Linked DNA regions of Sus scrofa: all the other regions are linked to region 2. The links are chromatin contacts, called in public targeted proximity ligation maps. All regions are on one chromosome and are shown on one strand. The core of a region is the stretch at or near the end of the contact, and the rest is flanking DNA. Distances in the headings are between cores, read along the strand shown.

Region 1 (6,699 bases), core at 170-2,669, 140 kb after region 2:
AGTTTGTTCTCTTCTGGCTGTGAGCTCTTTGGGGGTAGGGATTATAGTTTATTCACCCTTAAATACTCAGGCTTGGCACCCTGTGTAACAGCGGTTTTAGAGCTCATTGTTGAATTAGGAGGAAATCGATTAGATTGATTTAGATCATATTAAGATATAAATGACAGATAATATCATAATATTACTAGAAGTATTTACATCTTTTAAAAAGATTCTGATTAACCCCTCAAAATTGTTTGTGACAGAATCAAGGGGAAATTTTTAGGGTTGGGGTATACCATAGAGCAGAAGAACCAGTCTGGACCCTTGAAGCTGTAGTAATTATGTCAACTGCTACTTATGCTTATAAGAATGCTTTTCAATTCACAAAGAATGACCACCACACTCTGTCTCTTCTAAACTTCTGTTCATATTCTCACTTTTGCCAGTCTCAGCCCAGCTAGATTCTATATGCTTTTTAAATTGTCCACATATTGAGTTTTAAATTAAATAAACAGAGTTACAGGCAGATAGTCAGCTATGTATTCATTGCATGTCTAATAAGTACCAGTCTTTGTGACTGATGCTCTGGCACAAGAATGAGTAAAATGAGCAGGGAAGGCATATGAGAATTTTGAGCTTCTTGAAAAGGAAGGATGTGTATCCAGAGTGATTCTGGCCAGCAGTTGGCATAGTTTTGGGTGCATAATAGGAAACATTATTTTGGAAATAATGTTTGAGAGAGAAGTAAAAAGAAGCCAGGGAGGAGGAATACAAAAGGGAGAAAAGAATAAAAAGAAGGAGAAGAGGGGTAGAGAAAGAGATTGATTGCATGCTTAGGATGAATACGTGCACAGCCTGTGGTTGTAGACAAATGAGAAGGATGTGCTGGAATGAAAAGATTAGATGGTAGCAGTTGCCACAATAGGCACTAACTGTGAGACTTGGTGCTGATACAGACTCAAAACGATTTTGTTCTGCTCATCCAAGTACGATTTTGGTTACAAGGAAACGCTAAGTATGCTTTCTGGGAGGCACTTTTGCTGTGGGACTTCCCTCCAGTGAACTCTGATCGAGTAAGAAAGCACAAATGTCAAGCATCTGTGAACTTTATTTGCCATCTGGGTGTTAACTTCCCTCTCTCACTGGGTGAAATGTACATTCCTGCACTTATTCAGGCGTTTGCCAAGATTCTCCAAATCTAGATATGATTACCCTTGCTACAAGATTCTTGATAATGATTTTTATGCTATAAAAGACACTATCATTCTTTAAAATGTCTTCACTTTGTCAAAAATTTTATTCAGTGAACACTAAGATACTTGTGACATTTTTGTGGTTGCCTTAATAATTGTGTTTGATAAAAGAAAGATCCATGAGCTCTGGAGTTAAGACATGTTGAAATCCTGTTTCCACTATTCACTAGCTTGTGACCTTTGGCCAGCCAGTTAATTTCTATGACACTCAGCTTTCTCATCTGTAAAATTGGGAAGCTATGTTTGATGATATTGTTTAAATTAGTGCTCTTAAATGTCAGATATTTTCTATGTTGCTTAGCATAACATACTTGCACATGTTGCCTAGCATACACCTAACTTGACAGGTGGCAGCTAGTACTTATAGTAGTAATAATAATAATAATAAAGAAATTCATGAAATTCAAAAGGAGTTTTCTTGATATCCATGATTCAGAACAAGAAATTTCTTTTTTCTCAAGAACATGGTACCATTAACATGATACTGTGTCAACGCTCCCTTCCTTTTGTTGGGATAAATTTTCCTCCCCAAATGGAAATATTTAATGTTTGTTTAAAAATTAATAAGTGCTTGATTATTAAAAATTCAAACATTATAGATATAGAGGAGAAAGAAATTATTCCATTCTCCAGATCACCACATTTACTGATTCAGTGAATATTCTTTCAGTCTAGACACATGCAAACACATGGAATGTGAATATGAATTTTTACTAAAGAAATTGGATATGGAATTCCCGTCGTGGCTCAGTGGTTAACGAATGCGACTAAGAACCATGAGTTTGCGGGTTCTATCCCTGGCCTCGCTCAGTGGGTCAAGGATCCAGCATTGCCATGAGCTGTGGTGTAGGTTACAGACAAGGCTCAGATCCCGTGTTGCTGTGGCTCTGGTGAAGGCTGGCAGCTACAGCTCCGATTAGATCCACAGCCTATGGGAGCAGCTCAAGAAATGGCAAAAAGACAAAAAAAAAAAAAAAGAAATTGGATAATATGCCAAGACTTTGAACACACATGCTCTTCCATAACTTTAGTCTTCACTTAGTAATATACCACAGTCATCTCTTCATGTCAATGAATATAAAGACATCTCATTTTTAAATATTGCTTCCAAGTATTCCATTTAAATATGTGCCATATTTTAACCAATACTTCCACTTTTTGTTGTTAAAAAAATTTAGTGAACAAACTGGTATATATGTATCTTTGTCTACTTACATTAATATTCCTGTAGAGTAAATGCCTACAGGTAGAGTTGAAGGACCATCGAGTATGAGCATTTTAAATGTTGATTCATATTATTGAATTGCCTCCCCCCAAAGAAGTTATGCCCTTTAAACTCCTACCAAGAATAAATGATATTATCTCTTTCTTCCCAGTGGAACTGGCTTAAAATAGGGCTTGAAATTAATGGGATTTATCATTTGGAATAGTCATGATGGGCCCAAGGTGAGTAGACAGCAGAACTCAAACTTGAGTATGAGACTAACTAACCATGATCATCAAGGGCCTGGCTTAGAAAAGGCAAACAAATTAGATGAAAAAATGAACAACATTATGGACAAACAGTGTGTATGCTCTTCTGCTTAAAAAAAAAGAAAAAGTGTAAGACATTGAAGCAACATCCCTTCAGAAGGCTTAAAGGAGATGGTTGGACCTTTTCCAGTTTGAGAGAGGTGGAGCACTCATCCTTTAAATGTATATTTTCACCTGTTTTCAGAATAATGAGGCAGGAAAATCACAGTGACTATGTTTTAGTCAGAACTATTCTTTCAAAACCAATCAGGACCTCACAAAATATAGTTTTTCCCTTTGTGATATCTGGGTGGTTGAGAATTTGCTCTTATAGTTCCCAATGAAGGTAATTTTCTTTATTAGTATGTTCAGAAAGCATGTTTGAAATATTCTATTATTCTGGGATTTTAAAAAAACTGATTTTGAGAGTTCCTGCTGTGGCACAGTGGGTTAAGAATTCAACTGCAGCCGCTCACATTGCTGCAGAAGTGCAAGTTGAACCCTGTCCCCAGCACAGTAAGTTAAAGGATCTGGAATTGCTGCAGCTGCAGCTTGGATTCAATCCCTGGCCTGAGAACTTCATATGTCAGGAATGAGGCCATAAAAAAAATTGTGATTATAATTCTCTTGGAATGCTTATTCCCTTTAATATATAGATATTAGAGATTGCCTTACACAGATTAAAGACTGTGTTGCATGAGTGGATTTATCAGTCAGAGAAATAGACTAGGAATCCCAATCAAATTAAGTGCAAATCTGCAACAAATACATGACGATAATCAAAAGTGCATTTAGAAATGCTATAAAATTTGGTTGTGATGATCATTGTACAACTATAAAAGTAATTGAGTAATAAAAAATGCTATATTAAAAAAGTGCATTTAAACAGTGTTGGAGTTCCTTTAACATAGAAACAGAGAGAAAACTCTAGTGTAAAATTTGATTTAAAATTTAGGAAAGTGCAGATCGTGTTTCCTAACATTTTGAACTCCATGCCTAAGGATGCACCTTCGGGACCACGTGCCCTTTTGTTAACCTTCCCCCATCCCCCATTGTTGTGTATACCATGAGGCTGCCTCCTGATCATTAGTACTGTAGAGAGCAAGGATTCAACCAAGAAGAATTGTTTTGCCTACACAAAGGCATCAGTCACTCTTCAAAGGCATATCAATGAATACAAATGCTGAAAACCTCCTTTGAACTAGTATTAAAAATTGCTACTAGTGTCAGATATTGGTAAATGAAAACCTCAAGGTAGCAACAGTTTCAACTCATACAAATAAAATCAACCCCTTGATTATTTCTGAGTGAATTAACCATTAGTATATGTGTGAAGAATCATGAGTTACTCTGACATGATTTGATTTTTTTTTTCAAGAATTTCTCTCATCTCTTCCCCCTGCTCCCAGAGAAATCATTTTAATATTTTGGTTGTTTTGGGAGGTTATAATTCATTTACGCATTGAAGTCTGTGCTTTTTCACATGATCATTGAAGCTTTTATTTTTAATATGTGTGTCATTGCTCTGAGATATCCCCTGGAATATACTTATGTTCCTTAGAAAGGTCCTAATTATTTATTCTTAAATCCTCAAAGAAAGTTCTGGCTTAAGGAAAACACTGAATGTGAAATACTGTTTTTCTTAAAAAAAATTTTTGCTTTGCCGTAATGTGTATGAGTTTTATAGTATATGCAAACTATTACATTTAGAATGGATAAGCAATGAGGTCCTGCTCTGTAAGCACAGGGAACTGTGTCCAATCACTTGTGATAGAACATGATAGAAGGTAAAATGAGAAAAAGAATGTGTATACATAAATGTCTGACTGGGTCACTTTGATGTACAGCAGAAATTGACAGAACATTGTAAGTCAACTATAATCAAAATTTTTTTAAAAAATTTTGCTTTGCCATAATGTGTATGAGCTTTATGAAAATGTGTTTCTTTCTCTTACCTGCTCTAGCCAAATTAATGGATCAGCATCCTTTCAGCAATATTAACAGGAAAGACCATGTACTCATGCATTCCCAGGGATGCCAAAAAGTTTCCCTTCATCCAAATTTCTTCGGGATTTTGATTCCTAACTGCCCTTAAACTTGGAAGCAACTATTCCAGCTCTTGCTCTTTTCCCTAGTTATCTTGCCAAATTCCACAAATGTCATTCTTGCTTCCTTTCGAATCACGCCCAGGGACATTGTCCTCACTTTTTTTCTGGATGGCTTTTTACCCCTTGTCCTTTGACACACTTCTAAGTTTCTCAGGGCTACAGAACATGGACTATTTTTAATCAATGACACATTCTCAGTTCCCAATATTCATGTTTTTTTTAAATTATGAGACATATATTGTCTTTATTCAAAAACAACATTCTATTTTTAAAAATCACAGAAGAGTAGTCCAAAGTGCAACCTAACTATTTCATAGATGCAAAAATATCTGGAACATAAGATCTTAGTGAACATAGATCCTCAAAAGTACATTATTCCTTCTAATTGGTGGATACTTGCCTAATAACATTATCTGGAACTGCAAATGAAAAAAGAAAAACTAAATATATAAAAGAAGGCATATAATAATTTTACACCTAATGTATAGGCTCTACTTTTTAATGTTTTAAAGTTAATTTTTACAAAAAAATCCTTTTACCCTTTATGGAATATAAGATATTCTTTAAAATTTTAAGATAGTCCATTCTTAAAATTTTTACTGCTCTTAACTTTCCTCCTAGATTCCTATAATTACTACTATTTTACAATAGGATCAAGAAAATAATTAGAAAATCATAGAATTATGCTGCTGTCGCTGAATTGGAGTGAATTCTATTTATTTTACAGTTAAGAAAATAGATCCCCAATATGTTGTATGGCTTGTCCTAATTCACACAGACAAAAATTCAATGAGCATCACAATGGATTTCTTTTAGTTTTATATGTATGCTCTTTTCCATACTGAAATTTTATTTTCCCAGTGTTATTCTATTTACACTAAATTTTAGTCCAATGTACATCATGCTAGAAGTTATAATAATCTGTATTGAACACATCGAGGAATCTCCTTAGGTTTTCTTGATGGTCTTGTCTCTTGAATCCTCTGCCCGAGCTTCCGCAGCAACCAGGACAGTAGAACATAAAAAAACACCTCATTCCTAGGATTGTGGATCTTGGTGTAGGCCTTAAAGGCTTTAAGAATGCAAGGATTAGGGTCTCCATCATATCTCTATGCAATTTACCTATGTGTCTAGCTCCTGGAAAAACTAGATACTTCTTGGCTGTTGATTATGGACTGCCATCTACCTAAGCAGATGCCATCTCCAAACAAAGCTGATGTGCCATCTGGGATATTTTTACTGCATCAGCCAAGCACATTCAGAGATTTAGGTGAGCAGGCACTGTCAGGTGGGGCTTCCAGGCAGGTAGCAGGATCACAATGGCAGGGCATTGCTTGGGACTCAACCAGGAGGCTGATTAACAATAACAAGACCCAGGAGTTCCCATCGTGGTGCAGAGGAAACAAATCTGACTAGGAACCATGAGGTTGCGGGTTCAATCCCTGGCCTTGCTCAGTGGGTTAAGGATCCAGTGTTGCCATGAGCTATGGTGTAGGTCACGGACATGGCTGGGATCTGGTGTTGCTGTGGCTCTGGCGTAGGCCGGCGGCCACAGCTCCGATTGGAACCTCCATATGCCGTGGGTGTGCCCCTAAAAATACAAAAAAAAACAAACAAAACAAAACAAAACAAAAAAATAATAACAAGACCCAGCCACTGGAGTAAGTTCATCAAAGCAGTCTAAGAGTAGGCACTGGGTCCCAGAAACAAGGAGGAAGCCCAGTTTCTAGAATCTAGACACTGATGCTCTGGATCCTGGGCTGGGAGATTAGTGGCTAAGACAATGCTGTCTCCCAGTGAGGACCAAGATGGGGCGTGTGCTTTCTGAAGACAGAAAAGTTGAA
Region 2 (6,027 bases), core at 2,414-4,913:
GGGGTGGCTGGGGAGGATCGGGCAGAACTTCCTATAGTCCAGCTAGTCTGCATGGTCTCTCTCCTTTAGCAGGACTCTCCTAGGGCTCGCATGGGACTTTCTGGGACCAGGCTACAGCACTTCCCTCTCCAAGTCCCACAGAAGGAAGCTGCATTTAGAGGCATTTAAAATCACTTATTTTCCTTCCCTTATAGAGGTCCTAGATGAATATACTCAGAATTAATAAAGAAATGGCTTAACTTTTAGAAAAATGTCTAAATATAGTCATGATGATTAAAGACCCTTTTTTTTTTTTTTTTCTGGCCACTCCAGAGGCATCAAAAATTTCCCAGGCTAGGGAATCAATCCACCACCCCAGCAGTGATGGTGCTGGATTCTTAACTGCTAGGCCACCAGGGAACTCCTAAATACACTACCATTTCAAGTGGAAACTTTTCAGTTTACATGGATTTTTGTTTCAAAATTTTAAATATAGTTTTTAGTTTGCTAACACTTTAGCATCTAAATTTAATGTGTTTTTTTTTTTTTTGGACTTCTAACTAGTTTTCTTTCCTTCCCAATTTTACACTGATCATGACTACATATTAGGATAACTTGAGAACAAATTATTTAATCCATTAAAGTGTTCCCTGCTAAACATCCTTACTTCATCTCTGTTGATTTGAGCAGTTTTCTGTTTTTAAGTTGAAACTTTCTGCAGATCTTTACCCATCTTTCTGTTTCTGAAATTCTTGTTAGAGACCAAAAAAACATTGGTGCTTTGTCTATGACAGGACTCTTGGCTAATTCGAATTTATTTCAGATGCCCTTTAAATTTAAAGTTCAATTTAATAAAAAGTCAATTTAATTGTAAAAGAATTTAAATAAAATTTGAATTTTCTGTTTTACAATGTAAATTAGTTAAACTAAAAAATCACCTTCAAAAATGAAAATTAAGGCTGATATACCATTTGATGAACTAGTAAAATAATTCTAAATGTGCTTAAATTTTGGAAATAACAATTTCATTACAAAAAACCTAAAAAAAATTAACATTACCTAATGCCAAAATTTTAGATGGAAAAAGTGGCTCATATTAGAATGTTCAGCAAATTTATGATTTGCCACCATTTTGGCTTTGTATTAGGGTTATTTTTTTAGGTAGGCAATTAAGCTCAGTTTGGCCAATATGCAAACGAATATATTTGATTTTATGTAATACAAATATTTTTATTAAAATGACTTAAAGCTACAGTTCTTAAATCTTGGTCATTGCACAGATTGATTGCTTCAAGATTTGATTTTTAGTGACTTGGCTGGTCTCCCCATCCACAGCTCTGTAGTTAAAAAACACAAACAAGAATGTCAGTAGTAATGGCAAGATTTATTGTAAATAGATAATGAACCAGTGCTGGGCTAGATACTCTGCGGTAATTGTCTTTGTCAAATGCAAACAACTTTTCAAATTGAATATTACTATTATCATTTCATAGAGAAGGGATTGGGGGTTTAAAGAAGTTAATAATATAAATTGCTCTAGGGAGGAAGAATCAAGACTTCTTGTCTCCAAGGCTATGTTGCCTAATCTAGTTCCCAAGCCATGAAAAGCAAGCTAGAAATGATTCATCTTTGCCCTAGATTTAAAGATTTAGATGAAGAAAGAGGTTGCTCCTGCTTCACTGTAAATAGAAAGAGACTGCAGTATCTGGAGCAAATAGCGGGTGGGCTAGGAAGGTTTTCAGCCAATGAATTACCTAGGGATTGGGAGTAGCAGTAGGGGTGACACAGGTGATGGGTCAGGTCCTGGCAGCTAGCTTGCAGGGGGTTAGAGACTGGCCTCTCATTGTAATGGCTGCAGCTCCACCTTCAGCAGCGTCAGCTGCCTGCTGGTCCTGGCGCCTCATCACAGTTCTCCATTCTTCTCCTGGAAGGCCATTAGGTCTGTTAGATACAAAGGGACAAGCTATTGTTCCTAAGTACAGCCTGGAACCGGTTGCTCTCTGGAATAATGCCCATCAGCAAGCATGGCTGGGGGGAAAATGAGGTCTCTTGTCTCCTGACCTCAGTGTATGGAACTGAAGGGCATGTGCTCAGATCTAGTCCCAGGAACCCAGCTGTCAGGGTCCATGGAATTAGAGGGATGCACCTGGAAAACTTTTTTTTTTTCATTTACTAAAGTTTTATTGAAGAGTAGTTGATTTACAACGTTGTGATAATTTCTGCTATACAATGAAGTAATTCAGTTAAACACATACACTTATCCATTCTTTTTCAGATTTTTTTTTCCCATAAAGGTTATCACAGAATATTGGGTAGAGTTCCCTTACTGTAGAGCAGGTCCCATTGTCCATCCATTACACATGGAACACTTTTGACTGGCATCTAGCAAAGCTTTTGTTTGGGTAGATTAGGAGGAGATATTTATGGGATGACATGTTGTGTGAGCCTTAATGCTTTATTAATATCAGCAAGCAGACCCCCCCCTCCTCCCTTTCCTGTCACTTTCTCTGTCACGGATTCCTCCTCCAGTGACAGGTCTAGGGGTAAGCAATGATTGCTCTGTGCTCTGTCACTCTTGCTGCAATGCTGCCTCCCCTCTCCAACCAAAGCTTCAGGAAGAACAGGTCTTGAGAATGAAGGGAAAGAGACCTGGGAAGATTTCCTTTTCCTTTTGCTTGTGATGACAGGATACCACATCAGTCAGATTATTTTTCTCTTCTAATCCTTTCTCTCTTACCTTTCTCAGACTGAATGTCTCTAGTTAGTGAGATGGCAAGTTTTGATATAAGATTTTTTTTTTTGTCTTTTTAGGGCTGCACCTGCCGCATATGGAGGTTCCCAGGCTAGGGATTCAATCAGAGCTGTAGCTACCAGCCTATGCCACAGCCTATGCCACATTCAAGCCACTGGTCTGTGACCTATACCACAGGACAAGGCAATGCCAGATTCTTACCCACTGAGCAGGGCCAGAGATAGAACCCACGTCCTTATGGATACTAGCTGGGTTCGTTAACCACTGAGCCATGAAGGGAAATCCTATTATATGATTTTTGTTTTATTTTTAAAATGTTCAGTTCAGTGGTTTTTAATATATTCACAAAGTTGTACAACCATCACCACTATCTAATGAGAATATTATCAGCCCCCCTCATCAAAACCCTATTCCCATTGGTCCCCATTCTACTTCCTTCCCAAGCCCCTGACAACCACTAATCTACTTCCTGTATCTATAGATTTGCCTTTTCTAGACACTTCCTAAAATAGAATCTCAATATATGAATTTTTGTGTCTGGCTTCTTCCACTTAATATGAGATTTTCTATGTTGTAGCCTGTATCCGAACTTCATTCCTTTGTATGGCTGAATAATGTTCCAGTGCATGAATATACCTCATTTGTTTATCCATTCATCAGTTGATAGAAATTTCACTTATTTTCACTTTTTGGCTTTCAAGAATAATGCTCCTATAAATATTCATATACAGGTTTGTGTGGACATATGTTTTCATTTCTCTTGAGTAATACCTAGGAGTAGAATTGTTGGGTCATATGGTGCTCTATATTTAACTTCCTGAGGAATTGCCAAATTATTTTCCCCAGTGGTTGCCCCATTTTACATTCCCACCAGCAATAGTACATAGTGAAGCAAGATAGTAAATTAATGCCAAGTAAGGCAAGTAAATTATTGAAACTAGGAACAGACAGTATCATTAGTGTGAACACCAATGGCTTAAACACAAGACGAAAATGAAAAAAAAAAATCTACAGTTAGTGACTGCAAGAAAAGCTATGAGGTGGTGTTGATAAAAAGAGAAATTAAAAACCATCTTGATTCACTGGTGTCAGTGAAAAAAGTGGGGTTTATACACACAACAAACACTAAGCTAGGAAGCTGCTTTCCACATGCAAGAGCCAGAAACTAGGAGAAGAAAGGATATCCTGAAATATTCAAGGAAGCATTCCTTTTTCTGTCAACCTGAGAGATAACAATAGGAGGTTGTGAGGAAGAGAGCTTTTAAATGTTTATAAATTATTTTTATTTTTGTCAAAATTCCTCAGGTGAACAGAGGAAATCAATAGAAATGATGGAGATCTCTGATACATTTAGGAAATGGAAAACAATGACAATAATAAGAGCTGGAGAGGTCCAAAATGGTACAGAAGTGGTGGAAAATTCCATCACCTCCTGTATATTTATCCCTGAGACTCCAGCAAACCATCGACTGCTAACATTCAGTCAGGACGCTGCTGAATTAAAATGGTTCAGTCAACCATATTAGGCAAATTTTTACCCTGGTATCCAGGAGAAGCTGTTTTTCATAGATGTTTTGCTCATATATAGGATCACCTGGAAAAGAGATACATTCTGAGCTAAGTGTCGTTAAGTGTGGAGAAGGCTTGATTAGAATTATTTACAAATATTTTAGTAGCTCTGGGGCATTAGTCATAGCTATTAGGATGTTCTGCATAAAGTCCCCAGAAATTAATAGGAATTAGTATAGTAAGTCAGATCTGTGATCATCCGGAACAGGATTATGTCCCTGGTTAAGACCCTGTGGATGGTTTGTGGAATGACAATTGAGCTTCTAGCTCTCCACCCTGTACATAAAGAATATAATAGAATTCTTTCTCAGAGTTCTCACTGTGGTACAGTGGGTTAAGATCTGAGTGCAGTGGCTCAGGTCACTGTGGAGGTGTAGGTTTAATCCCTGGCTCAGTGCAGTTGGTTAAATGTACTGGTGTTGCCCCAGTTGTGGTGAAGGTCACAGCTCTGGTTCAGACTCAATCCCTGGCCCAGGAACTCCTATATGTCATGGGAGCAGTCATAAAAAATAAAAATAAAAAACAGAATTCTTGGAGTTCTCATCATGGCGCAGTAGAAACGAATCTGACTAGGATCCATGAGGACACAGGTTCAATCCCTGGGCCTCAATCAGTGGGTTAAGGAGCCAGCATTGCCATGAGCCATGGTGTAGGTCATAGACTCGGCTTGGATGTGGTGTTGCTGTGGTTGTGACATAGGCAAGAAGCTACAGCTCCAATTCAACCCCTAGCCTGAGAACCTCCATATGCTGCAGGCACAGCCCTAAAAAAAAGGCAAAAAAAAAAAATTAAAAATAGAATTCTTTCTCATTACTTTCAGAGCCCATTTTTGGATCCATCACATACATAAATCTTTTACAAATTCCATTCTATTTGACTTCATTCCATTCTATTTGTTTGTTGAGATTGGGTTTCACTACACGTTACAGGGTTCCAGAATAGCAGTGGCTCAAAACAAGATGGCATTGTAAACCTTTCATGTAAAGTAGAGAGAGGCGTAATGAAGGTTTGCTATGGCAGCACTGATCCATGGTGACCCAGTCTTTCCCAGCTCACCAGGCTGCCTTCCTCATGTGTGCCCATATCCTTGTGATACAGCCATTGCATCTGTGTTCCACAGAGTAGGAGGAGGAAGAGGTTAGTGGCAGCAATTTGCTCATTCATAAAGAGGATTACAGAAGCCTCCAGAGCAAACTTCCACTTCCATCTTATTTCGGAACATAGTCACATGACCACCCCAAAGCAAGGAAGACTGGGAAACCCAGCTTTAATACCCAAAACCATTTGCCCAGGAAAAAAAAAAAAAAAGGGAAGTTTCCATTTTGGTAATTTATTTCAATTACCATGAAATAAAAGGGGGGAACAAATTTGTCACATTTTGCCAATGAAGCATTGTCTAGGTTGAGTAATGTAATTCTTCCTTGTAGCTTCCCTCCTACACTTACTATTTTTATTTCAGTGTTGCCTCCTACTTCTTATGTATCTGGCTTGACCTCCAAAAGCTCTGGCTGTGGAAATGCGAACCAGATAGGGGTACGCTTCATGGGGCGAGCTGAGTGTAATGAGCTTGTCTCTCAATATCGCTGTTGTTACCCAGTGGTTGTGCTAACCCCTTATGTCCTCTGCCTGTGACTATCAACTTCAGTTTTTTAAACTTTTAACAAATTATCAAATTTAACTACTTAGCAAATTGCCTTTCCAGACTGATTCCTGAATGTTGTTCATGT
Region 3 (6,994 bases), core at 3,960-6,459, 230 kb after region 2:
TTAAATTTTTCATTTTAATTTTATGTTTTTCCATTCTGATTATGACTTACCTACCTTGCTGTAGTATCTTTGGAACCATCTTGATTGGAACTCTCTGTGATTCCTCTGTCTGGATATCTGTTTACTTCTTCAAGTTAGGAAAATTGTCAGCCATAATATTATCAAATACATTGTCGATCTTTACTATCTCTCTTCTCCTCCTGGGACTCCTGTAATACAAATGCTATATGGTTGATGTTGTCCCAGAGGTCCCTTAAAATGTCATCATTAATTTTTTTATGCTCCTCTGATTGAGTGATTTCCACTATTCTATCTTTCAGATCTCTTATGCATTCTTTTATATCACCTAATCTTCCAGGTCAGGGATCAAACCCGCATTTTCACAGTCACTATGTTGGGTTCTTAACCCAGTTAGCCACAATTCCTTCCTTTTTTTTCATTTCAGTTATTTTCATTCATCAGTTCTGTTTTTTTCTTTCTAGTTATTTGTTGAGGGTCTCATTGTGTTCATTTATCCTTTTCCCACTTAGTATTTTTGTTATTATTTGTTTGAACTCTTTTTTTTTAAGGGTCACACCTGGGGCATATGGAAGATCCCAGGCTAGGGGTCTGGAATCTTCAGCTGCCAGCCTATACCACAGCCACTGCAACACAGGATCCAAGCTGCATCTGCAACCTGCACTGCAGCTTGCAGCAACACTAGATCCTTAACCCACTGAGTGAGGCCAGGGATCAAACCTGCATCCTCATGGTCACTATGTTGGGTTTCTAACCCGATTAGCCACAATGAGAATGTCTGCTTTAAACTCTTTATCACATAAATTATATCTTTCATTAAGGTGTTTTCTGGTGTTTCATCTGGTTCTTTTGTTTGAAATATATTCCTATCTTCTCATTTAGTTTGATTTTCTCTGTCTCTATGAAATTAGATGAAACACTTACTTATCCTGGTCTTGAACGTATGTCCATGTGTGAAGGAATCACTATATATATATATAGTGATACACACACACACACACACACATGCCCAGTGGCTTTGGTGAGAGACCTTGATCGGAAGTGAGCATGGGTGACATGCTGGCAGCTGCCACTTTGGTGGGAGGTAGCACTGGAGTTGGAAGGGCTAGAGCCAGAGTCAAGTGTGAGCCAGGGCTTCTCCTTGGCTCAGGTGGGGCCCAGACCCAAGGGGCTGGAGCAGGAGCCCTAAGAGAACTGTGCTTCTTCCCAGCATTGTGTCTGTCTCTGCCTTGGTTGGGGGCATGGCCTGGGCCTGAAGAATTGGAGCCTCACTTCTGAGCTGACTTTGCTCCTTCCCTGATGCATGTGCATGCATGTTTGCAATGGCAGGCTCTGCCTCAGCAAGAATAATGCTAGAGCAGGAGGGGCTGGAGTAGGAGCAGAAGGGGTTGGTGAGGAGTCGGGGGTGGGGGAGGGGGTTGCTAAGGCAGTCTCCATAAATTATTTTAAATGTTCGGTTAAGTCTGAATCACAGTCCTAAATGTTATACTTGGGGCTGGGATTGGGAGATGAACTCTCCCCATAACTTAGTTTTACTGGATTTTTTCCAATTGTTCTATGACATGTTAATTTGTATTATATTAACATAATATTCTATTTTCAAATTAATTTAAGAAACCCCAGGTTAAACTAAACTAACATTTCAACCACATGAATTTTCACATGAAAATTCTAAGTTTCCAACAAAGGAATATACTAAATAGTTTTGCAAATCTGACCGTGGAGCTTTATTTCACGAGCATCTATTTGAAGAACCTGATTCTCAATAGTACTCAGGAAAATATTGGCCTATCGTATTTAAAATACAATTCAAAAAGTAATTATCCAAGTTAGAATTATAGGTTAGCCTTATGACTATCATTCTGTGATGACAAAAATTAAGATAAAGTCCTTGTTTCAAGAGGAATGAAGGTTTGGGGAAATAAACTGCACAAAATTTGTAATAAGCCATCTCAATTTTACATATAATGTAAATAAACTTTTTCCTGAGACAAAAGATTTTTTTCTCTTCTCAGTATAGGATGATACTTTGTTCAGTTCAAGTTTTCCCTTTTGGGTCCAAATCTCCATTTCAGATGTGAGGAAGTAAAACTTTAGTACAAGCAAAAAAAAAAAAAAAAAAGCAAAACCTGTTTCAGTCTAATTATTTCTTTCAGTTAAAAGGAAACATGTTAAATCCATGACTTTAATTTTACTGTTTCCAAATCCCTCTTTCAGCAGTGAATACAATAATTGCCTAACTAAAGAGGAGATGTCTTATAGTTTAAATGACTCAGGCTCATTTCTAAAATGAGAAAAAAAAATCTCTAGGAAGAATTTTTCAAATTAAAGACATGCTCTTTTAATTTGTTTCCTAATTTTCTCAGCCATGACGCAAAATGTTTAGATTGAAAAATAAGCCCTGAGAAAAGCTTAAAATAAAAGTCCCTTTAAAGCAAATGCAATTTAATTCTTCATTATCATTTATCTGGTACCTACTAAGCTTCTTTCAGATGAAAAATTACACTGTTACTGGCATTTTACTACTCTTCTTTAAATGCATTAATATTATTAATGATCATGTTCATAAATACTTTTTGATTAAATTATCTTGAATTAGGATAAAAACAAAACGATTTAAACAAGCAAATGTTTGGAAGTGAAATTTCTCAAGTTTGATGGTGTGAAATAAAAGTTTTGAATATATTTCTTTCAACAATGATCTGAAGATGGGCTTCTATTATTAAAGAAAAAGAAATGTCTATTTTGTTTCCATTTATTCTCACCTCTTTAATATGCCAGAAAAAAAAATCTGAAGTTATTTCTTGGAAGTTATTTCACAAAAGAACACTGAGTGCTCTTCTGAGATAAGGTTGAGATAGAAACATGCTGATTTAAAATTTATCAAAAATAATGCAAATCTCATACTATAATCTCATCGAGAAATTTCTCCTCTGCTTCTACAGTCGCTCTCAAAAGGCTAAGACCATCTCACACTTATATTCCATTAACCTCAGTCCCCCCCATTTCTTCAAAGCAGCGTATAAAGATCAGCTTTCTGGGGGGAGTTCTTATTGTGGCTCAAGTGGTTAACAAATCCGACTAGGAATCATGAGGCTTCGGGTTCGATCCCTGGCCTTACTCAGTGGGTTAAGGATCCGGCGTTGCCATGAACTGTGGTGTAGTTTGCAGACGCGGCTTGGATCCCGAGTTGCTGTGGCTCTGGCATAGGCCGGCAGCTACAGCTCTGATTAGACCCCTAGCCTGGGAACCTCCATATGCTGAGGGCAAAAGACAAATAAATAAATAAATAAGATCAGCTTTCTGGTAATAGAGAGGATTCTGTTGGCACCTGCTGACTTCACCTTTGTTGGAGCTGCCATAGCCTCATAACGGCTCCATCCCAGCATCTGCTGTCTTAAAGCCACAGAAGCATTCCTGTCTGGACTGGTAAACACCAAGAGATGTCAACAGCAGAACCGTTGACATTTGGTCTGGATAATTCTGTGTTGAGGGTTGGGGGAGCCATCCTGTGCAGCCTTGAGAAAGAAGGAAATCCTGCCATTTGTGACAACATGGACTTGTGCCAGTGTGCATTATGCTAAGTGAGATAAATCAGACAGAAGATGACAGATATCATATAATCTCATTTATATGTGAACCCTAAGAAAGTCAAATTCCGAGAAACAGAGAGTAGAATGATGGTTACCAGGGGCTGGGGGAAATGAGGGAACCAGTGAAATGTTGGTCAATGGGTACAAACTTCCAGTTGTGAGGTGAAGAAGTCCTGGAGATCTGATGCATCACAATGATTATGGTCAACAGTACTGTATCGTAGATCTCAGAGTTTTCAAGAGACAAGATCTCAAACATTCTCACCACAAAAAAGAAATAATAACTATGTGATGTGATAGAAGCAGTAGTTAACACTACAATGGTTATCATATTGCAATATGTTAAGTGTATCAAATCAATACCTTCGTACATCTTAAACTTAACACAATGTTATACCTCAATTACATCTTAATTTATTTAAAGGAAAGAAAAGAAAAACTAAGAATTTCTTTTTTTTTTTAGAAATGTGACTTTTTAATTCAGGTTTATTCATTTCTCTTTATTCATCCATTCAACAAATATTCATTAACTGTCTGGCCTATACTAATGGTGGTGCTTAAATGCTGGGAATATATTGGTTAGAAAGAACGGTGTGTTCTGTTAAGAAAATTTTCCATACCCGGAAAAAAAAAAACAACTTTTTTAAAAGAAACATACCAGAGCATAGCTTCATTCACCCAAATTCTCAGTGATATTCAAGTTAGGTCCTGATTCTCAGAATTAATACATTTGCAAATGTTCAGGTTCTAATTACAAATATGCTTACTTTGTTAAAGAAAAAAAAATGTAAGAACCTGAATTTTGATGGTACTATATTGGTTCAGTTTATTAATGCTTGAAATTGAAACTGGTACAATTATATATTCTGAGATAATTTCCAGTTTGCTTTTTTTAATTCATAGTAATTTCTGAGCATTAAGTAATATGGGTGAATTTTTGACTCTAAAACTTAAAATCTTTTTTCTGAATCACAAAATGAGTCCATTAAATAAACCTGTTCCTTTAATCCAAAAAGACAGTGGTCTACTCAAGGACTGCTTTGTTATTTTTTTGCACAGAGTAGACACACATGTACTGTTGCCTAAAATGTAGACTTACAAAACAAAGATAAGACCAGAATCTAATCTTCCTTGGTGGTTTTAAGACACTTTCCATAGAAGCATATCTTCCCAGTGAGAATTTAGATAATGATCCCAATCTAATCCCCTGGAAGTTTCCATTGTCCCCAGAAAGCACGGTTCCAAAAAACCCTTTCACCGGTACACTGGGCACAAGTCCAGCTGATGATGCTTAACCGCCCATTGAATTATTTGCAACAGGCCTTTCTGCCTACATTTTAAAGTTTGGCTTGAAAGAGAAGCTGTAGCGAGGCAATGGGCTTTAGTCAAATACATAACAAAATAGTTTATAGAGATATCAAATTCTATCTTATTCTTCCTATAGCTTAAGATTCAGGAGAGAGTGAGACTTTTTTTCTCTCTTCCTTGATTCTTTTCTTTTTTTCTTTTAATTGCCACATCTTTGGTATATGGACGTTTCCTGGCTGGGGTCAAACAGGAGCTGCAGTTGCCAGCCTACGTCACAGCCACAGCAACACTGAATCTGAACCACATCTGTCACCCACGCCTCAGCCTGAGGCATCACAAGATCCTTAACCCACTGAGTGAGGCCAGGGATCAAACCTGCATCCTCGTGGACACTACGTCAGGTTCTTAACCCACTGAGTCACACCAGGAACTCCTCATCCTTACATTTTTATCCAAGTAATTTCATCTTGGAAGCTTTTGTTGTTGACAAGAAATAAGATGTCTTTTTAAAAATTGAATTATAGTTGACATAATATTGTATTCATTGCAGGTGTACAGCACAGTGAAATACAATGAAGGAAACCTTTAACAAAACAAAAAGGCAACCTACTAAATGGGAGAATATATTTGCAAGATGACTTTGTTTTAACAGCCTGACCTTGAAGATGCCGTAGAGCAAATCTCTAAAACCAGGTCTAGACAGGGGTGATTGGAGGGGACAGATTTAGAAGAGGCTGGTTTTCAAGAGGAGTAGCAGCCCAGGGTCTCCCGCTGAGTAGAAACGCTGAGGTTCCACAAAGGACTTGAAGGCTGGGTAGCAGGTTTGAAGGGAGGAAGAGCAGGCTCTCAAGGGCTCTTCCACCTCGGCTCAGCCTGGAGGGGCCACACAGCTGCCCACCTGCAGGGCTTGGACAAGGAGGACTTCAGCTGTGGTCCAAATGTCTACACCTTAATGTCCTTACTTCTGGAAACACTCCCTTTTGACCCTCAGGAAACAGAAGGAATTCCCCCGAAACCTGAGATTAGGAAGACAAAGCTCACAACCAGATTTGATTTGATATTGAACAAATAAAGGAATGTGACATTTCTTTTTCTTTTTTCTTTTTTTTTTTTTTTTGTCTTTTGTCTTTTTAGGGCCACACCCATGGCATATGGAGGTTCCCAGGCTAGGGGTCCAGTTGGAGCTATAGTCGCTAGCCTAAGCCAGAGCCACAGCAACATGGGACCCGAAATGCTTCTGTGACCTACCCCACAGCTCAGAGCAATGCCAGACCCTTAACCCACAGAGCAAGGCCAGGGATGGAACCTGCGTCCTCATGGATACTAGTCAGATTGTTTCCGCTGAGCCACAAGGGGAACTCCAGGAATGTGACATTTCTTAGACCCAAGTGTTATGCAATAAGTCCACTGCCACACACATGCCCTGCCTCGCCTGCTCCAGCTCTCAGGTTTTTTGTTTGTTTGTTTTTTTGTCTTTTGTCTTTTGTTGTTGTTGTTGTTGTTGTTGTTGTTGTTGTTATTGTTGCTATTTCTTGGGCCGCTCCCACGGCATATGGAGGTTCCCAGGCTAGGGGTTGAATCGGAGCTGTACTTGCCGGCCTACGCCAGAGCCACAGCAACGCGGGATCCAAGCCGCATCTGCAACCTACACCACAGCTCACGGCAACGCCGGATCGTTAACCCGCTGAGCAAGGGCAGGGATCGAACCCTCAACCTCATGGTTCCTAGTCGGATTCGTTAACCACTGCGCCACGACGGGAACTCCAGCTCTCAGGTTTTTAAGCTAGACACCTCCAGAGGAGAATATTTAAAATATTAAAATATATAACATGTATATATATAGGTGTGTATATATGTATATATGTGTGTATATATATATATATATATATATCAGAGTTACCATTGTGGCTCAGCAGGTTAAGAACCTGACACGGTGTCCAGGTTGGATCCCTGGACTTTCTTCTCAGTGAGTTAAGGATCCAACTTTGCCATAAGCTGTGGCGTAGGTGGTAGATGTGGCTCAGATTTCTCCTGGCTGTGGCCTCAGGTGCAGCTCTGATTCAACCCCTAGCCTG
Region 4 (6,256 bases), core at 2,731-5,230, 170 kb after region 2:
AGAAAATCCTATAGATACTACCAGAACACTACTAGAGCTCATCAATAAATTTGGTAAAGTTGTAGGATACAAAATTAATACACAAATCTCTTGCATTTCTATATACTAACAAAAAATAAGAAACAGAAATTAAGGAAGCAATACCATTTACCATTGCATCAAAAAGAATAAAATACCTAGAAATAAACCTACTCAAAGAGGCCAAAGACCTGAACTTTGAAAACTATTAGATACTGATGAAGGAAACTGAAGATGACATGAACAGATAGAAAGAAATGCCATGCTCTTGAATTGGAAGAATGAACATTGTCAAAATGACTATACTACCCAGGGTGATGTACAGATTCAGGACAATCCCTATTAAACTACCAATGGCATTTTTCACAGAAATAGAATAAAATATTTTTAAATTTATATGGAAATACAAAAAAACCCAAATAGCCAAAGAAATCTTGAGAATGAAAAACAGAGCTGGAGGAATCAGGCTCCCTGACTTCAAACTGGATTACAAAGCTACAGTCATCAAAACAATGTGTTACTGGCACAAAACAGAAATACAGATTGGTGGAACAGGATAGAAAGCCCAGAGACAAACCCATGCACCTATGATCAATTAATCTACAACAAAGAAGGCAAGATTATACAATGGAGAAAAGAAAGCCTCTTCAATAAGTGGTGCTGGCAAAACTGGACAGCTACATGTAAAAGAGTGAAATTAGAACATTCTCTTACATTGGGCACAAAAATAAACTCAAAATGGATTAAAGACATAAATATAAGGCCAGATACTAGAAAACTTAGAAAATAAAATCAAATAAAATGAAATGAAAATGAAAATAAAAACAAAAACAAATGGAACCTAATTAAACTTAAAAGTTTTTGCACAGCAAAGGAAATATTTTTTAAAAAGACCACCAATGAAATGGGAGAAAAGTCTTTGCAAATGAAGTGACTGACAAGGGATTAATCTCCAAAATACGAAAGCATCTCATACAGCTTTATATCCAAAAAACAAACAACCCAATTAAAGAATGGTCAGAAGATTTAAATAGACATTTCTCCAAAGAATACATACAGATGGCTAAAGACACATGAAAAGATGCACAATATTACTAATTATTAAAGAACTGCAAATCAAAATTACAATGAGATGTCACCTCATACCAGTTGAAATGGCCATCATCAAAAACTCTACAATAAATGCTGGAGAGGGTGTGGAGAAAAGGGAACCTTCCTACACTGCTGGTGGGAAAATAGGTTGGTGCAACCACTGTGGAGAGTAGTGTGAAGGTTCCTTAAAAAACTAAATACAGAACTACCATATGATACATCAATCCCACCTCTGAGCATATACCTGAAGAAAATAATAATTCGAAAGGATACATACACCACATGTTCATTGCAGGACAATTTACAATAGCCAAAACATGAAAGCAACCTAAATGTCCATCAACAGAGGACTGGATAAAGAAGATGTGGTACATATATTCACTGGAATATTACTTGGCCATAAAAAAGAAAAATAATGCCATTTGCAGCAACATGGATGGATCTAGAGATTATCATACTAAGTGAAGTAAGTCAGACAGAGAAATACAAATATCATATGAGATCATTAATATGTGTAATCTAATAAAACTGATACAAAAGAACATATTCACAAAACAGAAATAGACTCAAAAGATTTTGAAACCAAACCAATGGTTACCAAAGGGGAAACATTGGGGGAAACACTGTATACACTCTTAGGCAGAACTATTTTATACCATGTCTAAAATTATCTTTTCTTTTATTTTGATGGAGGTGGAGGTTTGAGAGAAGAATCATGAACATATATCCCCTCCACTCTGTTGAAGTAAGAAAGACAACCATCCTTAGAGGGAGGTGGGTAGACTCAAAAATGTACAGACTTTGGAATTAAGCCAACCTGATTTAAATCCCAGCACCATCACATTTTTCCAGCCAAATATCATTAGAAGTCTGTGTCTGACTCTCAATTTTCTCACCTATTAAATGGACTAAATAATTGTACTTCAAAGAACTATTGTGAAGATGGGGCAAATAATAAATGAAAACATGAGGACATTATGGTAGCTGCCATGTAGTTTTTACTTGTGTCAGTTGATCCAGACATCAAACACACACCACTTAAGCTTTGCATCTTAAGTTCAGATTTCTTTTTCATGCTTTTGTTTTGGTGTTGATCTGGAAACCTCTGAGAAATTAATCCTGGTGTGGAGCAGAGGGTTAGCAACAACACTCAGTTCCTGCTGAAATATTTCCTGCACAAATACATGCTTGTTTTGTCTTTACACAAATCAAAGAATTAGGCAAGAAAAATTTTTAAATTCTCTCTATTTTTTAGTCTCAATCCTTGCATATTTTATAATCTTTATGATCATACATTTTTCTGCCAATATCTCACCCCACTCATTCTTATAAAACAAGAGGAAAAGAAATTACATTCAGTCCCACTGTTTCAGAATAAGCTATTTGAATGATTTTATATATAGGTGTTAGAGTAGGTGAGAAAAATAATGAAAAATACTATCTACCAGCTTACTCCTTTTGGTGGTCTCTTTTCCATCCTAGTCCTAAACCTGAATCAAGGAGTCATCATATAAAGTACCATACTCTGGAAAAACAGACAAGACCAAATTAAGCTCAGATAGATCATTGTATTTGAACTTTAAGATTTTATTTGGTGCCAACTTATTTTCAGCAGTTGTATTACTCTCAGGTAGTTCAGAATGGCATCTACAATTCCATTTATTTTACAACTTTGTCAACAGTAAATTTGTTGGATGATTCTTTTGTGAAGAAAAAGTTTTATGAGTGCCAAAAATATATCGAGGAGTAAGTAAAACTTTTGAAAAATATTTTATTGCATAGGCCAAGACTTTGTTTTGTGTGTGTGAAAAATCACAAGTTTCAGCTTTAAAAATACATGGGTGAAACTAATTCCAACTCCCCATTGGTAAGATCCCATTTTATTTTCTTACCCCATCGATATAAAAAGATGATAACAATTGTCACAACAACAACAATCGCTACTGTTTATGTAGCACTATTTATTGTGTGAGGCCCTCTTCAAAGAGTACTAATATATGAATCCATATAATGTTCACAACTTTATGACATAAGTACTATAATTATTCCCTTTTGCAAATGAAAATAGTGAGTCAACAAGAGTCTGTGGCTTGCCCAAAGTCAAACAGATGATTGGTGGCAGAGGTGGGATTCACACCCAGGAAGTCATGAACCAGAGTCTGCATCTTCCTCCCCAAAGTTTAGAGGTATCTCTGATTAAATTCTACTCTACTCCAATACCATGTTATATGATTATTGGGATGCATGCATCTCAGAGTTGACATGTCCATTGAGTTGAGCCAAAATGATTTACTGTCTCTCCTGAAACTGAGACAATGGTGGTCACCAAATTTCTTTCTACTCTCCTGTATTTTCCAGGCTTTTCAATTCTAGCAGGGTGTTTTTTTTTTTTTAATTTAGTACGGACACCTTTATTAAACATTTTTTATCAAAATTCTTCTTCCATTTGATATCATACAGGAATTTGGAATCTCATATTATTTAACAACTTTTTTTTTTTTTTTTGTCTCTTTGCCATTTTCTTGGGCCGCTCCCAGGGCATATGGAGATTCCCAGGATAGGGGTCTAATCAGAGCTGTAGCCGCTGGCCTACGCCAGAGCCACAGCAATGGAGGATCCAAGCCACGTCTGCTACCTTACACCACAGCTCACGGCAATGCCAGATCCTTAACCCACTGAGAAAGGCCAGGGATCAAACCCACAACCTCATGGTTCCTAGTCGGATTTGTTAACCACTGAGTCACGACGGGAACTCCTATTTAACAACTTTTAAAGTGATAATTCATTTCCTTTATCAGGACCTCACCCTGCATATTGTATAATAATCCTCTAGTGAGTGCATTCATTAAAATGACAGATATTTATTGAGCAACCATTATGAAACCACCCCTGGGTTCTGTGAAACAGAACAGATGAGAAATCTTTTCCTTGAAGAGTGTACATTCTACAATGAGGGAACAGACAATAAACATAAAATATAAATGAATTGTGTATTGTAAGTGGATTATGTATTCTAGTTGGAGTCCATAAGATGAATGAAACTCTATGAGTTAAGTTACTTCCAGGCTTAGTAACAAAAAGCCCAGTGTCTCTTTTCCTCTCTAATTGACTGAGTTCAGAAGCTTTAGATCATCCAGCTACAAGATAGTGGAACCTCCCTTGGCTTGGGGCCTGGAAAGTTTAAGAGGAGCAGATTACCCTAGGCCCCATTTCCGGCCCCTTTCCTCCCCACCACATACAGAACCTCCTGTAACCCCACCACAATGCTGAATATATATTGTAAGTTAGAAATAAACTCCAACTGTGTAAGCCATTGAGCACTTGAAGAGGACTGTGCTATAACCTCGCTGATACCTGCCAGTACAAGTTTTATTCACTGTAATTCTATGTGTGGAAAACTGCTACAAAAGGTAAAGCAGAACTTTGGTTTCTGAGACAATAGAGAAATGATTCTCAAAATATGTTCTGCTAAGTGTCTTCATCAGTATTGTTAAAAATACAATTTTCAGAGTTCCCATCATGGCTCAGTGGTTAATGAACCCGACTCACATCCATGAGGATGCGGGTTCAATCCCTGGCCTCACTCAGTGGGTTAAGGATCTGGCATTGCTGTGAGCTGTGGTGTAGGTCACAGACAAAGCTCGGATCCCATTGATGTGGGCTATGGCTTAGGCCAGCAGCTGTAGCTCCGCTTCAACCCTTAGCCTAGGAACTTCCATATGCTGCAGGTGCTGCCCTAAAAAAACAAAAGACAAGAAAAAAAAAAACAAATAATTTTCAAGTTCTGGCCCCAGATATTTGTCCCTCTATGGATAGGACCTAGAATAGGCATATTTTATCAACAGTCTAGGGGATTTGTATGCATATTAAAATTTGAGATCCTAGGTTTTAGCCAAAAGTTTATATAACACAGATTTTAGCTCTGTTTGCTATAACTGCTTACTTACTTGGGATGCTTTCATAATTAACATTCTTGGAAGTTCCCATCTTGGCTCAGTGGAGATGAATCTGACAAGCATCCATGAGGATGCATGTTCGATCCCTGGCCTTGCTCAGTGGGTTAAGGATCGGGAGTTGCTGTGAGCTGTGGTGTCGGTTGAAGACGTGGCTTGGATCTGACATTGTTATGGCTGTGGTGTAGGCCAGTGGCTACAACTCCAATTTGACCCCTAGCCTAGGAACCTCCATATGCCGTGGGTGAGGCCCTAAAAAGATAAAAAAGAAATTAATATTTCTTATGAAATTTATCCAAAAGTGTTGAAGGCCTCACCTTGGTTTTATGGCCACCTGGTGTGATTTCCTCAAACTCTTCCCCCTGTTTAAAGGAGATCTCATCATGTTTAAAGATGCTTTTTTTCAACATCACTCATTATTAGAGAAATGCAAATCAAACCACTATGAGGTACCACCTTACACCAGCCAGAATGGCCACCATCAAAAAGTCTACCAACAGGAGTTCCCGTTGTGGCACAGTGGTTAACGAATCCGACTAGGAACCATGAGGTGGTGGGTTCGATCCCTCGCCTTGCTCAGTGGGTTAAGGTTCCGGCGTTGCCATTAGCTGTGGTGTAGGTCACAGACGCGGTTCGGATCCCGCGTTGCTGTGGCTGTGGCGTAGGCCGGTGGCTACGGCTCCAATTCGACCCCTAGCCTGGGAATCTTCATATGCCGCGATGCCGCGGAAGGGGCCCTAGAAAAGGCAAAAAGACAAAAAAATAAAAATAAAAAAGTCTACAAATAGTAAGTGCTGGAGAGGGTGTGGGGAAAAAGGAACACTAGTACACTGTTGGTGGGATTGTAAATTGGTGCAACCACTGTGGAAAGCAGTATGGAGATTCCTCAGAAAACTAAAAATAGAACTACTATTTGATCCAGCAGTCCCACTCCAGAGAAAACCACGACTCGCAAAGACACATGTACTCTGATGTTCTTTCACTATTTACAGTAGCAATGACATGGAAACAATCTAAATGTCCATCAACAGAGGAGTGGTTCAAGAAGAAGTGGTACATATACACAATGGAATACTACTCAGCCATTAAAAGGAATACCAGCATTTTTAGCAACATGGATGGACCTAGAAATTATCATGCTAAGTGAAGTCAGCCATACAATGAGACACCAACATCCAATGCTTTCACTGACA

What was found.
Region 1: a targeted proximity ligation map of alveolar macrophages shows a contact between it and region 2. A contact is called at or near these places in 1 of 47 Hi-C or Micro-C datasets (embryonic fibroblasts) and 2 of 2 datasets of targeted methods (alveolar macrophages and skeletal muscle).
Region 3: a contact with region 2 is called in a targeted proximity ligation map of alveolar macrophages. A contact is called at or near these places in 1 of 47 Hi-C or Micro-C datasets (embryonic fibroblasts) and 2 of 2 datasets of targeted methods (alveolar macrophages and skeletal muscle).
Region 4: a contact with region 2 is called in a targeted proximity ligation map of alveolar macrophages. A contact is called at or near these places in 1 of 47 Hi-C or Micro-C datasets (embryonic fibroblasts) and 1 of 2 datasets of targeted methods (alveolar macrophages).

What each region holds. Positions count from the first base shown.
Region 1 is chr4:55,081,316-55,088,014 of Sscrofa11.1, reverse strand. No RefSeq gene overlaps it. Among named protein-coding and RNA genes, the nearest start is that of FABP4, 12 kb to the left of the region's middle.
Region 2 is chr4:55,220,342-55,226,368 of Sscrofa11.1, reverse strand. No RefSeq gene overlaps it. Among named protein-coding and RNA genes, the nearest start is that of FABP5, 59 kb to the left of the region's middle.
Region 3 is chr4:54,993,161-55,000,154 of Sscrofa11.1, reverse strand. No RefSeq gene overlaps it. Among named protein-coding and RNA genes, the nearest start is that of IMPA1, 53 kb to the right of the region's middle.
Region 4 is chr4:55,049,590-55,055,845 of Sscrofa11.1, reverse strand. No RefSeq gene overlaps it. Among named protein-coding and RNA genes, the nearest start is that of FABP4, 44 kb to the left of the region's middle.